Linked DNA regions of Gossypium hirsutum: region 1 is linked to region 2. Evidence: chromatin contacts called from public Hi-C data. All regions are on one chromosome and are shown on one strand. Each heading gives the region's core, a stretch centred on a gene start, on an enhancer-like site or on the middle of the called end of the contact. The rest is flanking DNA. Distances are from core to core; before and after follow the strand shown. Region 1 holds the start of LOC107912794 (zinc finger CCCH domain-containing protein 6). Region 2 holds the start of LOC107912805.

Region 1 (7,457 bases), core at 4,299-6,798, 160 kb before region 2:
TATACAACGCAAATAAGTTAAAAGGGCGAGAGTGCATACCTCTGTGACCCCGCAGTCGTTCTCGTCGGTTTCGTGGATATCAGAGAGGCTAGGGATGGTTTTAGCCTGAGAACGGTGCAGGAGGAGAGGGGAGAGATAAAGTTTTTTTGTTGTTGTGTTTTAATGGCAGATTAATTTCATTTAGGGTTTCATGGGGCCTTTAAGTGACACACGAAACGGCACCGTTTGGAACCTGATCAGTGGCTCCAAAACGGTGCCGTATTGACCATATCCCAGTAGCCCGTGCGCGACCCGACCCGATCCAGGGGGATCCGCGCGTTATTTGTTAAATGGCTTATTTGCGCTACTGGTCCCTCGTTTTTTATAGTGCACTACAATCCAATTCTTTTATTTCTTTTTAAATTTAATCTCTTATTTCATTTTTGTTTCATTTTAGTCCAGTTCAGATGATGCGTTTCGAGAGCGCGGAATTATTTCCCTTTTGGTCCCTCATATTACGCGCGTGTTACCGTTCAGCCCTCTAACCCTGCCCAATTTTGTTTTCTTCCCTTTAACTTTCGTTTTGACTTCAATTTAGTTTTTATTAGTTTAATATGTGCGGTTTTCTTTAAATTTCATTTAAATACTTATGGTTACATTATTTTCTTTACATATTTTAATTCTTTTTTAAATCATATATCATTTTAATAACGCACTTAATATTACTTGAACTTTATGATTAATTTCGTCTAAATTTATTGCTTTATTATCATTTTAAGTTCTCATGAAATTGTTTTCTTATTTTTATGTATTATTTATATATTATATGTGAATTAAATATTATTTGCATTTTAATAGTTTTATTTTACAATATATTTTTAAAGTTCACTTTTATAGATTTATTGGTTTTTAAAATCTACGAAATAATATTTTCATATAAAATACTTTATTCTATATACATATATTATTAATTCATATTACTACAATTGCTAACCATAAGTTCTTTTTAATGTGACTATAAGTTTTAAAATTCCTTTTTGCATGTGTAGAGTTTATTTCAAAACTTTTGTGTATAGGATTTATAAGTTAAAATTTCTCTTTTTGCTATTTTTAGTCTATCTTTAATGTTTTTTTACTAAAAATTCATTTGATGGTTGACCGTTGATATTGGTATTCATATAATACATGATTGAAATTTTTGTTGTTATGCTTGTTTGTATTTGTTTGCTAATTGTTTGTATTCATTAGTGTATATTTAAATTTATGAATAATCAATTCGCGTCGTACATTATCATTCTATCGCATTTTATTCGCTTAAAAGGTTAGGTCTAATATTGTTTAAGTATCAAAATCAATTTATTCAAAAACTTTCAAGATAACGCAAAGTTCGACATTTGGAATCTTCGAAAGAATTGAGCCCTAACGTATTGGGTTCTAATTTTTCTCGTCGAATCTAAATAATCGAAAATTTTCTTTAATCAAAACGCATAAACCAAAAACTCATTTTCGGGAATTCGATACGTCGTGTCCTAACGTATTGGATGTGACGTGTCGTTTTCTCGAAATGAAGATTTTAATAATAATAAGGGCTATATTCAATGCTAGGAATTTTGAGAAATTGTGCCCTAACGTATTGAGTTTCACTTTTTCATCTGATTTAAAGCAATCGAATATCCCTTTTTTAACTTCACCACAAGAGTTTTGAAAATCAAAAGACAAGCTTATTCTCGAGGACTAAAAATGTTGTGTCCTAATGTATTGGGTGTGACATTTCATTACTCTGAGACAAGAATGTCTTTAACATTCGCCTCGATTTATCCAAGCATCTTTTATAAAATTAACATTAATAAAAATGAAGGATTGTATTTTAAAATCTTTTCAAATTCTCTACACTAAGACATTAAACGATCGATTCGGTACCAATTTTGGGCGTTATGAGGGTGCTAACCCTTCCTCGTGCGTAACCGACTCCCGAACCTATTTTCTCAAAATTCGTAGACCTAAAATCGTTTCCAAGGTGACCCGATCACACCTCTTTAAAAGATTGGTGGCGACTCCCAAAATTACGTTTTTAAGTCGACTACTACGAACCTTTTTGTTTTCAAAAAGGTGGTTTCGACACTTGTTATAACCATATCACATGATCTTTCACATGCTATTATCTATACTATAATATACACATACAAAAATCAACATCATCATTCAATTCAATATTCATTATCATTTATCAACTTGCATATTTTATAATCCCTATTAACTGGACACAAACTCAAGACGAATACACGAATCATCCAACCATCACACCAATATAATTAACACTCAGTGCATCATCGATACATCCGAAGTATATTGCTCTTGACGCCTCATTGGTATAAATCGAAGTAAATATATAAATGTGCCTAGCACCTAATCAGTATGTTTGAAGTATAATGTGCGCTCCACGCCTCATTGGTATAAATCAAAGTAAAATCCCGTACACTAATCCTATGATACGCCAACTATACCCAACTCAATCCAGGACCGTTAATAGGATATTAATTGTTTCAAAGCATATATATATTTCATGTCACAAGTCATTGTATAGGAATTTCATGTCATAATCAAATCATTTACATGTCAATTCTCATAATATGTAATAGTTTATACTTTCATGACATTTCATAATTTAATCACAATATAAGTTTGCTCACCTTTCATGAGACAAGAATATAAGTATTACGTTAATCAATTCAACCCTTATCAAGCTATGTATTGAAAACAAATCATGAAAGCACAAACAAAAATAGGTTTTTCGTCTACAATTTTTGCCTTTCCTTTATCTCAAGACTACCTAATGTCGTTTTGACTACATACGATAAATTTAACGTCGTTTTTGACTACGTACGATAAATTTGATAATAAATAATATTAGTTTCACACAAACACATGAAACACAATGATTTAACATAATTTGTATATTATTCATTTTAGTCTTTATATCTGAAATGCTCGTATCTTTTGATATTATTTAGCATCTAATCAAATTTTGATTTTATATTTATTCACTAGGGACCTCATACTTTTAATCTATGACACAATTTCTTAATAGCTTTCAATTTATTCAATTTAGTCCTTAATATAAAAAATTAACTATATACTTAAACCTTTAAATCTAAGCTAATTTCACTATCTTTTGATTCAATCTTAACAAAATCTAAACTTAATAATTAAACGTGGATCAATTTCAAGCTTAAGTTCATAAAAAATCCATTAATGACAACTTGTATTTAACTTAATGATTTGAAATTCTAACACATGTGTAAGACTTACTAAGTTTGGATGATTATAAATTCACAAAAATCGAATAAAAAGTAACATTTTTACCTTAGTAATTTAGGATCGAAATGAAAATAGGAGACTTCTTTTTCTTCAATTTTTGCTACTGTCTCGAGAGGAGAAAAGATGAAGATGAAGTTTCTTTTCTCTCTCCCACTAGTTATATGTATATATTGGTGTAATTAGCATCTAAGCAATCTTAACTTTAACTTAATTAATTATTAAACTAAAGATAATGGTTTGGTCTCATCTAAGTTAGTGGAGAATGTTGACACACTTATCACTTAAATGATGACATGGATCATAAATGATTTCTGGTTTAATTATTTATTCAGCCCTAAAGCATTTCCTATATTAAAACTTAATAGCGGTTATACCTTTTTCTAATTTAATTATTATACTATAATTAACGATTTTTCTTAATTTAATTATTCGATTGTCCCTTAACATATTTTTAAATTAAACACGTAAATTTTTTTATTCATAATTTCACTAACTCGGTTTATAGAATTCAGTTCTGAAACCACATTTTCTAACACCAATTAAAATGAGGTCATTACAATATGAATATTTCATATAGTCTTAGGGCAGCCAAAACCTGAATTGGTCAATGGATTTCACTTTGAATGGAGTAGATATTTTAAATGTGGATTTTTTTATAGTGAGTATAAAGTGATTATAGTAATTACTTGCATTGTCTCACAACATTATTAGAAATTATCATTTTACTCTTATATATAATTATTAAAAGGATAAAAACAAAATGTATTATAAAAACCTAAATTCTTTAAGTTTTTCCCTTTAATAATAAGTCCCAAAAATAAACTTCACATTGAGAATATTAGGTTTTTTTTTTGAAAAATTATGTTTAAACATTTAATTGCTTTTAAAAACATTGAAAATAATAGAAGTATCTAGCAAACATCAAATTGAGATGGGGCGGAGTGAGGTGGAAATGAATATGAAGGTGATATTGATTTTCAAGATTACACATCTATGATAAAGTGGGACAGATGGTAGAGTAGAGTGTGCCAATTATGAAGCGACTATGGATTTGACAACATTTACTCCCACCCCTTCAAAGTCATCCTTATATAGACTTAAATGTAAAACTGGCCTTAAATTATACAACTAGTTCCCACTTAGGTACTTTTTTTTTGGTCAACAATGGTATCTTCTAAACTATCACTTCATCTCATTTTTATCTTGAAATACAATGCGAGAAACTAAGAGGCAAATAGCATGTTATTATTAGAGTCATACATTTTTAAAGAGTCAATATATTATTTGGAACCTAAATTTGGTTTCAATGTTCAAATCGGCACCTAATTTTTTTTTGTTCCAATTTAGTACTTGTGTTTGGCTTAAATGTTTAGTTTGGTACAAAAAAGTGATACTTGAATTTTTTTTTGTCCTATACAAGTACTTAAGTTTTAATTTAATATTTAATTTGGTACTAAAATTTTTATTTTGTCCCAATAGTACTAATGTTATTTTCTGTTAGAGCACACGTATCAAATATTTATTGAACCATAAGATGTTGTTTGATTTGAATATCAAATTGAATAATGAAGCCCATATAGATACTAAATAATATATTAACCTTTTTTTAAATAAATAAGATAAATTAATAAGTTATGTACTACTTTTAATAAAAAAATAATTAAAGGATAAAATTTATAGATAAAAAATCAAAAGTAATTATGGGCTAAGTCTTCAGCCCTAAGGATGGTCCATCAAAAGGTTGAAAGAAACTATAGCCGTCATCTTCGAGGGCACAACTTTGTTGAATATATTAATGGTACGTCTATGTCCGTTTTGTTTATAAATTTAATTTACACTAACCATTTAATCATAAAAGATAAATTACCCAAAAAAAAGATAAAGTTAAGAACTATTTGAAAACATGGATTCTAATATTATCAATTTTCATTTTCATTTAAATATTGTATTGGTAAAAAATAGTATGAGAGAAGAGAGATTAATGATAAAATTGAATTTTAAAAAAATCATAATTCTATCAATATTCCAATTAGAAGATTTAAAATTAAGAAAATACAAATCCACCATAACTGAAAAACGTACATCAACGTAACCAAAACAAATAACCTTAAATTTACCGTACATATTAATCCACGTCAGATATTGACCCACTTGAATTCGTATTTATTAATAATATTTATATGCGCTGTCACCTTCCGTGTGTGACGCCGACTCCTCACTTATAAATAGGAAAATTAGGGCTGTTGTCTAGGGCTTTCTCTTTTCTTCTCCAGATTATTTTCGATAAGTCGCGTCTCTCAACTTTAAAAAAAAAAAAAATCTCAGAGACGAGATAATTTTTCCTCTAAAAATTTATTTCTTTTTAGGGTTTTCAATAACTGGCTATTGGGTCTTCAAAGGGTTTTTGAAATATATAATCGGATTAAGTTCTTAATCTGATTGAACTTTTAAAGATTTTTTCTTATCTTCTACGATTGTCGAATCTTTAGAGTAGGGATAATTTTTCAAGCGTTAAAGGAATCGATATTTGGTTTGAGATTTTTTATAAAAAAATGAAGCGATCGCGGAAATCGAACAGGGTTTCTTGGGCTCCAGGTGTTAATCTTTGTCAGGTATAGCCGCCGTCATTATATCTTCGATCAATCATTACTGGTTTCATTGCCTTTTCTTCAACAGATCTTTAAAAGAAAAAGAAAAATCTTAAATTGATATTTGATTCGTGATAATATTTTTAGCTTTGATTTTACCTTTCCATTCATAAAAATTGCAACCGATTTATATTTATTTTAACTGGAAATCTTGAATATTATTCAAAGTTGTTAGCTTTTAACAATCTGATTCAAAATAATTTTGATTTTGGAAATACTGATGCAGCATCCAGAGCCATCAATTATCATTTGTTTTAAAATAATGTTAATATTTTAATTGATTCTTAAAACAAGAATGGTATATGACAAAGAGAGGAATAATTAATGAATTCCAGAAAAATCGTTTTGTTAAAATTTGTTAAAGTGGCATAAAATTGGAAAACGAATTTGGGGCTTCTCTTAAAAATCATTTGACAAAAGCCAGAACAAAATTACATTTAATCATCCCCAATATATTTGTAATTATATGTAATTAAAACTATGTTTAAATTATCCAGAAAATCTTGAATCATACGACTATATTCCTATTTTTTTACCCTTAATTTAGATGCTTAAGGAACCTATTTGTCTTATAATCTTAACTCTATTTTTATATTATGATATACTCTAAGAACTTTGGCATTAGTAAGCAGAGCTTTTTCATCAGCTTTGAATAAGCACTGCCATTTTGAGGCCAAAAAAAACAAAAACAAAAAAAAAAACCCAAAGGTTTTGCTATGTGTTAATTCTTTAGTGGTTATGCTGGATTCTATCCTCCTGAAATTCTAAAAGGAACAAGGTATGTTTAAAAATTGCATGATAGTGATATAAAAAACTTCTTGATATGGTGAAAAATAAAACTTTTATATCTGATGCTCACTTCTTAATAAAAAGTTACTGTTAAGCACGCATTATTTCATTGATGAAATGGTGAAGTATTTTGAAATAATCTAGGCATAAGAAAATATGTAGTAAAGTATTTATAATCTAAGTTCTTGTCAAGTATAAAATTTAGTAGTGAAGTATTCTGGGCTTGGTGAAGCTGATGTTTTGCTCCTGGACTGGTTGACTAGAACTAATTTTGACCAGTGATTATAATGAGCCTAATGAGGTTGACTTTGTTAAAGAAAATTGATTTTGCTTGCATTAGACTTGATTGTTTAGTTCGACGCCAGCTATAGATATGGTATATGATAGATGCAATTTGTCTTCAAAAGTTATATGGAAATGCAATGATTTCGTGATGTATTCCTAAGTTGAGTGCTGATTCTGTCATGTTTCAGTGATTCAAAATGCCAGGGAGTTTCAACTTTGTTAGTTTCATTTTGTTCCCTGTAGTTACTATCTTTGATTACTTCAAATATGCAAATAGTGTGGTAGGTTGATTCTTAAACAATTACTTGATCATACAGCTTTAGGATCCTGCAAGCAAGTTCATTTCATTAATTCTTGTCATGCCTGTATGGAAGGCAGACATGTTGGGTGGATGCTAGTATAAGTTTATACAGTTTAGGCACCTAGTTCAATGATATG
Region 2 (6,788 bases), core at 600-3,099:
ATTTATTTTACTTTGTACGGTCACAAGTGGAAGTTTACATAGAGTTTTCAATCGACGACTGTTATGCAGTCATGGATCAAAGTATAACGGGAGAGCCAGTTTACAGTCGTTATGTGACCACAAGCTCAAACTTTTGGGATACCCAGAAATGTTACCTTATAAATATCATATAGAAGTTTGAGGTCATAATCATAGGGAAAAACTGTAGGGCATCCCGCTATAATTGGTGTAATTCTTTTCTCTATTTCCACACAGTTAGTATCTTTAACCTTCTTTCTTATAGAAGGTTAGCACCGCTGTAAACACGAGAGGACTCTCAGACGAGCAACGACTATTTCGGTGGAGTAAAGGTGATGTTCCTTTCGGGGCAAAAACTGTGTCGTTATTAAACAATCCATTAATAACTACAATCGTTATCGTGTCGACCTGAGTTTGACCTCTACTTTCGTCGAAACACCCGCTCTCTGCCTGAGAGCTCTCTTGTGTCCACTTCAGTGTCAGCTTTCGGATAAGAATGAAATGTTAAAGATACCGGCTGCTTGAAAATAGAAAAAAAAATTACGTTGATTACACCGGAAAGCCCTTTATTTTTTCCTATGATTATTACCTCAATCTTATGTATGGTATATATAAGACATCATTTGCGGGTATCCAAAAAGCTTGAACTCGTGACTGCATAACGACCTTCAATTAACCTCGAGTTATACTCAAACCTGTGATCGCATCAAGGCAGCCAATTGGGACCTCCACTTAAACTTCAACCCGTGATCGTATCAAGCACTGTCACCCCGAAACCTGACTTCCATAGGATGAGTTTATGAGGTAATGGTCATATCCCAGCATGACATATGTAATGTATGTTATCTAAGGCGCGTTATCGCATCCTTGACCTCTTAAATCTACCTACAAACTTTCGCAATTTTACCTCTAAAACCATAACCCAAAACTTTAAAACCCTAACCCTACCAAAATTAAAAAACTCTAACCCTAGGAGAGATAGTGTAAAAGCACGTTCAGTTGGACGCTCTTTCCTGCCACCTCTACAGAGAGCACGCTTTTATACTCTCTCTACAAAATCGATCTATTTCTTTAATTCAAAAAAAAAACAACCTAAAAAGTGGAATAAAAAACAGCATAATTGCCTAATTTAGCGAATATCATGACTGGATAAAAAAATCTCAATTACCGGATAGCTTCTTTTTTCTTTTAATTATTTATTCCTACCATGTTGTTATAATAAATAAAGTTGATTAATTTTGCATTTAAAACTAGTTGATTACTATTTAGAATATAGTTTATTATTGTAACACCTCTAGAGGTGGTCATGGGCCGGGCCGGGCCCAAACAAAATTTTAGGCTCGTTTTCTAGGCCCGGGCCCGACCCAACCCAAAATATAGGTCTAAAATTTGTCCAAGCCCAACTCAAAAACAAATTACTAAGCCCGAGCCCGGCCCGGCCCATATTAAATTTTACAACACCAAAATAGCATATTTTAAAAAGAAATAGCATATTAAATTTTAGAAAGTATATTTGATTAAAAATAAAAAATATATATATTTAATATATAATTCGGGCCGGGCCCGGGTCAAAAAAATTTTACCCGAGGCCTCTTTTTTTGCCCAAACCCATAATTCGAGCTTATATTTTTACCCGAATCTTCTTATTTTTCGAACAAGTCATGTGGCCAGGCCGGATAGCCTAACCCATGATGATCTCTAAACACCAATCCTTTCAATATGCCATCCACATCAACAGTCTAGCCACGAACCAAGGATTTCGACGCTAGCATTAAACAATAAACATCCACCATAATTGCCAATAATTGGGCCAAAAAAAGAAGACGATGATAATGGAACCAAAACATAGCCCAAAGACAGAAACATTAGCCTCATGGCCCTGATTTCCTGTGTCCTGGTTTTAGACCCTGTCTGAGAAATAATTTACTGAAATGCTCGATTTCATTCCCAAGACTGCCATATAATTTGCAGCGAGTTTTTCATTCTTCTACCGAGTAGAAGACCCCCTCCTTTTGTTCAGCTTCTAAAGCAACAAGCTCATTGGTTATAGTTCTCACTAGATAAAGAGAGAGAGGGGGGGTGGAGGAATGGGAGAAGGGAGAGAAGGGGACTGGGAGTGCAGCGGATGCAAGAACAGGAACTACGCTTTTAGATCCTTTTGTAACAGATGTAAGCAGCCTCGTCTTCTTGTTGACACCAAAACTCCAGCTGATTCTAAGTGGCTCCCTCGTATAGGTGATTGGATCTGCAGTGGTCAGTTTATACTTCTCTTTTAAATCTCTCTTCATTTTTTTTCTTTTTTTGTGTTGACTCAACTGGGTTTTGCTTTTTATTCTTATGTTTTAATTCAACCATCAAGCTTAATAATAGATATCGAAGATGGGTTTCGGGGGCCAGTTGGATTCTGCGTTCTGAATTTTGATAATAAGTTGGAATTTCATTAAGGGTATGTAAATATAAGATATTTGCTTTTCCTGAGTAAAGATTTGCAATGGGTTATCTTAAACAATGACTTGGGAGAGCTTTAATGAACCTGTTTTACGATTTAGTTTTGTTAACTTGCCATAAATCAACTGTTTTGATATCAATTATTGAGAAAGTTGACTTTGCAATATGTGGTTTATGAAGTTGGGATTGGGAAATGAGTATCAATTAGGTTGAGTGGTTTGTGTTTTTTGTATGTGTATATGAACTGCTTGGTGTGCGTATAATTGGCTTCCTTTTCCTCTTCGTGGCTGCATTTGTGGGTTGGGGGTGTGTGTGGCAATGGATCAATAGGTTGCACTAACAACAATTATGCATCGAGAGAAAAGTGCAAAAAGTGCGGGCAACCAAAGGAGATAGCAGCAATGCCAGCAATTGCAATCCCTGGAGCTTCTCTCCCAACTTATTCCCATTATTTTGCCAGGGCCCTAGGAGCACTGGAACAAAAGATAAATGTTGGAGTTGTAGGCAGTGGTGCTCCCCGGCGCTCGCTTCCTTTGAGTTCCAACTGGTCTGTAGTGGGGGCTGATAATTGTGGACTTCAGTCAGCGTCTAAATGGCCTCTTGCTGGAAACCAAACTTCCGGGTTTCCTTGTAATCAGTCTCTTTCTGTTCCAAAAGGATGGAGAAATGGTGACTGGATGTGCAACTGTGGCTTCCATAATTACTCTTCACGTTCACAGGTATTATCTTATTGCTTCAACTGGATTTAACATTTGTCACAAATTCTACAATGCACACAATGTCCTTATGGTTCTGATCCAGTTTAGTATTTTTGCAGTGCAAAAACTGCAATGCATCTATACCACGAGGTACTTTCTGTTTCTGGCCTGTGAACCTACATTCGCATTGTTCTGATCCCAGTGCTTAATTTCAACCTGCTGGTCGGTTCTGTTGCCACTAACTTTTTTCATCTCTTTTATTTTCCCTTTGGGGTATGTAGCCCTTGGAACCAAGCGATTAGCATCTGAAGAATTTGTACATAATTGGGATAACAAAAGATTGAATTCAGGACATGTGAGGGCTGAATTTCTGTTTTGCATTTATAATCAATGTTATTTATCCAGCATGCTTTGACTCATTTGACCACTCATGAACTGCTGCGTTTCCCATTTCTGTGTCTGCAGGGTACTGAGCAGCCACAGCTGTATCCTGGGTTTGACCAAATGATAGAAGCTAATACTGACCCAAAATCTGGGGCATATCCTCCCTATTCCGCTCTAAACCCTGGTGCAGCTTCAAATTGGCAGTTACCAATTCCATTTCCTCAACTAGCTGCAGCACCAACCCTTCTTGGAAAAGGGTAAATATGGAGTAAATTGGCCCCTTATATATATATGCTTGTCATTGATCTAGGATAAATTATAGATATAAGTGATGAGAAAATCTAGTATTTTACTCATTCGTTTTTTCCAGTTGTCTTATCTCTCGTTTGTATGCTAAAGATATGGTCACTTGGTTGATACTGTATCGTGAACAGTGTTTAAAATTCAATCAGGTCTATGTGCAGGGTTTTATTTTTGCATTAAACTGCTGACTCTCATATTTTGCAAATATGATATTTAATTTGACATTCAGAGGATTGATTTTAGATCTACTAATGCTTTAACTTCATTTATCAGAGCAAAGCAATGGCGTAGTGGAGATTGGATGTGCACAAAATGCAACAATCACAACTATGCATCTCGAGCTCAATGCAATAGGTCAGTAGCTATATTAGTGGATTTTTACTTGATAAATTATCCAAATATTGTGATCTGAAGTGGTTTGCTACTTGATAAATTATGCATCTTAAGCTCAATGCAATGGCTGTTGGCTTTTTTGTTGTTGTTGTTGTTGTACAGTATTTACGTAAATCATTGCATATAACATACATGGCAAAAATTACAATATCTTTTGATTTGCATCTCATGAGGCTGGGGGTGAGTCAGTAAATGAACCTCGCTCCCGGACCCTTCTTGGGAGTGTAGGGATCAATAGGTGACATTGCAGACTTCCCTTGAAGGAAGATCTGTCACTTTATTTTGGGGAAAACTCACACCTTTGGAGGTGTTACTTTTTCTTCTACAGGTGTAGGACTCAGAGAGATACTGTCGCTGGGCCGGTCAATGCTGCATAGTCATCATTGAATGCAGGTTTTGATTCTTGAGAGATATTTCTAGTACATTGGCCAGGCTCTCCTTTTTTTGTTTTTTGTTTTTTGTTTTTCCATGTACAACAAAAACCAAAAGCTCACTATATGTTTAGATTCATTTTTTGTGATTGTGATTATGAGTTCCCTCGGGGGAGCTTTATATAACTTTTGTTTTATGCTAGATTGTATAACTTGACTGGTTGAATTGGGGACATATAACCGGAAATAGTTAGAACTATTTGAAACCGATAAAAAGAATTGGGAACTGAAAAACCGATTAAAAATTGGAAAAACTCGAAAAATTTATTAATCGAAAATTTAATCAATGCCATCTCAAATTATTTCACTTGGAATTTGCTATATATAGTGTATGGAGTTTTATACGTAGATTTCTAATATCCCTAAGTGTAAATTACCTAGCTGGTCACTTCGTTTTTAGGGTGCTTTTATTTTGGCTACTCAAAATGAAATTATTGCAATTTGGTCACTTAACTTTTACGGCACCTTCATTTTAGTCATTCAAGCGTTAAATCTCTAATAGAGATTAACGGTTCGTGTTACAAATAAATAACTTTTTTAAGTATTGATTGGGGTAAAAAAATAAATTAATGATTAAAATGAAAAGGCAGTAGAAACTAAAATAATACCAAAAAAAACAAATTTTGCTTGTTATCCAATTGTCGAAAATTTTAAATTCTAAATTTGGGTTTTGAAATATATTTTTTTAAATATTAAGATTCAAAGTTATAGTAATAAATCAATTGACATCATCAATGGAATAAAGGTTTTCAACAATTTATTTAGTTTATTTTGATGTTTTGAAATTATTTTAAAAATATATCAATGAGAATTATTGTTTTCTTAGTTGTCTATAAAACTCAAATTTCTTTTGATTATATGATATTGAATTTAAAAAGAGATTAAACAAATTAATTTTAATATTATAGTAACAAATCGATTAGCATTATTAATGGATAAAAAAATTTCAACAATTTTTTTCAATTTATTTTGATGTTTTGAAATTTAAAATTTCAATGTTTTAAAAAATAGAATTTCAATAATGGGATAAACAAGTACAATTTGACAATTTTTGTGTATTATTTTAGTTTTTGTTGTTTTTCACTTTAATTCTTGATTTTGTTATCCTAATCAATACTTGAAAAAATATTTTTGAGTAATCAAAATGAAAGTGACCTAAGGCGGCCAAAATGAAAGTGTAAACATGATATGGCGTGACAGTTAACTGTCGTTAGAGATTTAATGAAAGCGATTTAAATGTTGGGTGACCTAAATGAAAGTGACTAAAATGAAATCCCCTAAAAGTTAGGTGGCCAAAATGAAAGCGCCCTAAAAATTGAATGAACAACTAGGTAGTTACACTTTCCCTAATTATTGTGTTAAAACTGAAAATATAAGGGAAAGTGAATTGGTATTTTAAATATCTCAATAAATTTCTTTAAATAATAATGGAATGGAAGAAAAGTTTAAACAATTCTATTTATAGTGATTCTGACTCCAATTCTCACATTCACTCCCTTCTCATACCTCAACCAATGATTTTTCAATTTAGTATACTTAAATTGTTACATCCATCCCTATATCTTTCACAAGATTAAGAAAGGAAATCTCTATTTTTTTTCATAAAACTAAATAGAACATTCCCCTAATTTTTATGGCTAAATTAAAATCCTCTAACTTTTACAAAGCTCAACAATCAACTCTCTTAATCTTCAAAGTTTTAAACCTCAAAATCCTTCACTATATTCTTTATAAAAAAAATGAGCAAACTAATAATGAACCTTTAGTAGGTGTGATTGCAAATTGAAGTTTTAAAAATAAATATACGAGAGTAAGAAAATATATTGCAAAAAGAGTTGATATTTAGTACACTAATAATGTACTTTTTTTTCTATAAGTAGCTTTAAAAAATTGTCATGTATTTTTTTAATATTTATTTTTTAATATTATAATATACCTCTGTAGAATACTTGTCAATCATCCCACTTATAGAGTATCAAATATTATTCATTACAACAAGCTTTCAATGAATATGCATAATAGATACGAAGAAAATAAAGAAATGAAAGATTTTCAATTCAACTTTTTCTTTAGGTGTTGTTTTTTTTTCTTCAAGAGTATTGATATTAAAGAT

What was found. A called contact is a pair of places that touch in the nucleus more often than the background predicts.
Region 1: a Hi-C map of leaf shows a contact between it and region 2, with 2.3 times the contacts expected there. The contact joins the promoter of LOC107912794 here to the promoter of LOC107912805 in region 2. A contact is called at or near these places in 4 of 34 Hi-C or Micro-C datasets (hypocotyl and leaf).

Annotation. Positions count from the first base shown.
Region 1 is chrD11:20,975,468-20,982,924 of Gossypium_hirsutum_v2.1, reverse strand. It overlaps LOC107912794 (zinc finger CCCH domain-containing protein 6), which reads left to right and starts at 5,548. Exons shown (of 4, transcript XM_016841123.2): 1 at 5,548-5,909. The coding sequence starts at 5,850.
Region 2 is chrD11:20,813,045-20,819,832 of Gossypium_hirsutum_v2.1, reverse strand. It overlaps LOC107912805, which reads left to right and starts at 1,849. Exons shown (of 7, transcript XM_016841141.2): 1 at 1,849-2,271; 2 at 2,797-3,185; 3 at 3,284-3,314; 4 at 3,446-3,519; 5 at 3,630-3,805; 6 at 4,125-4,205; 7 at 4,573-4,841. The coding sequence starts at 2,106. The coding sequence ends at 4,621.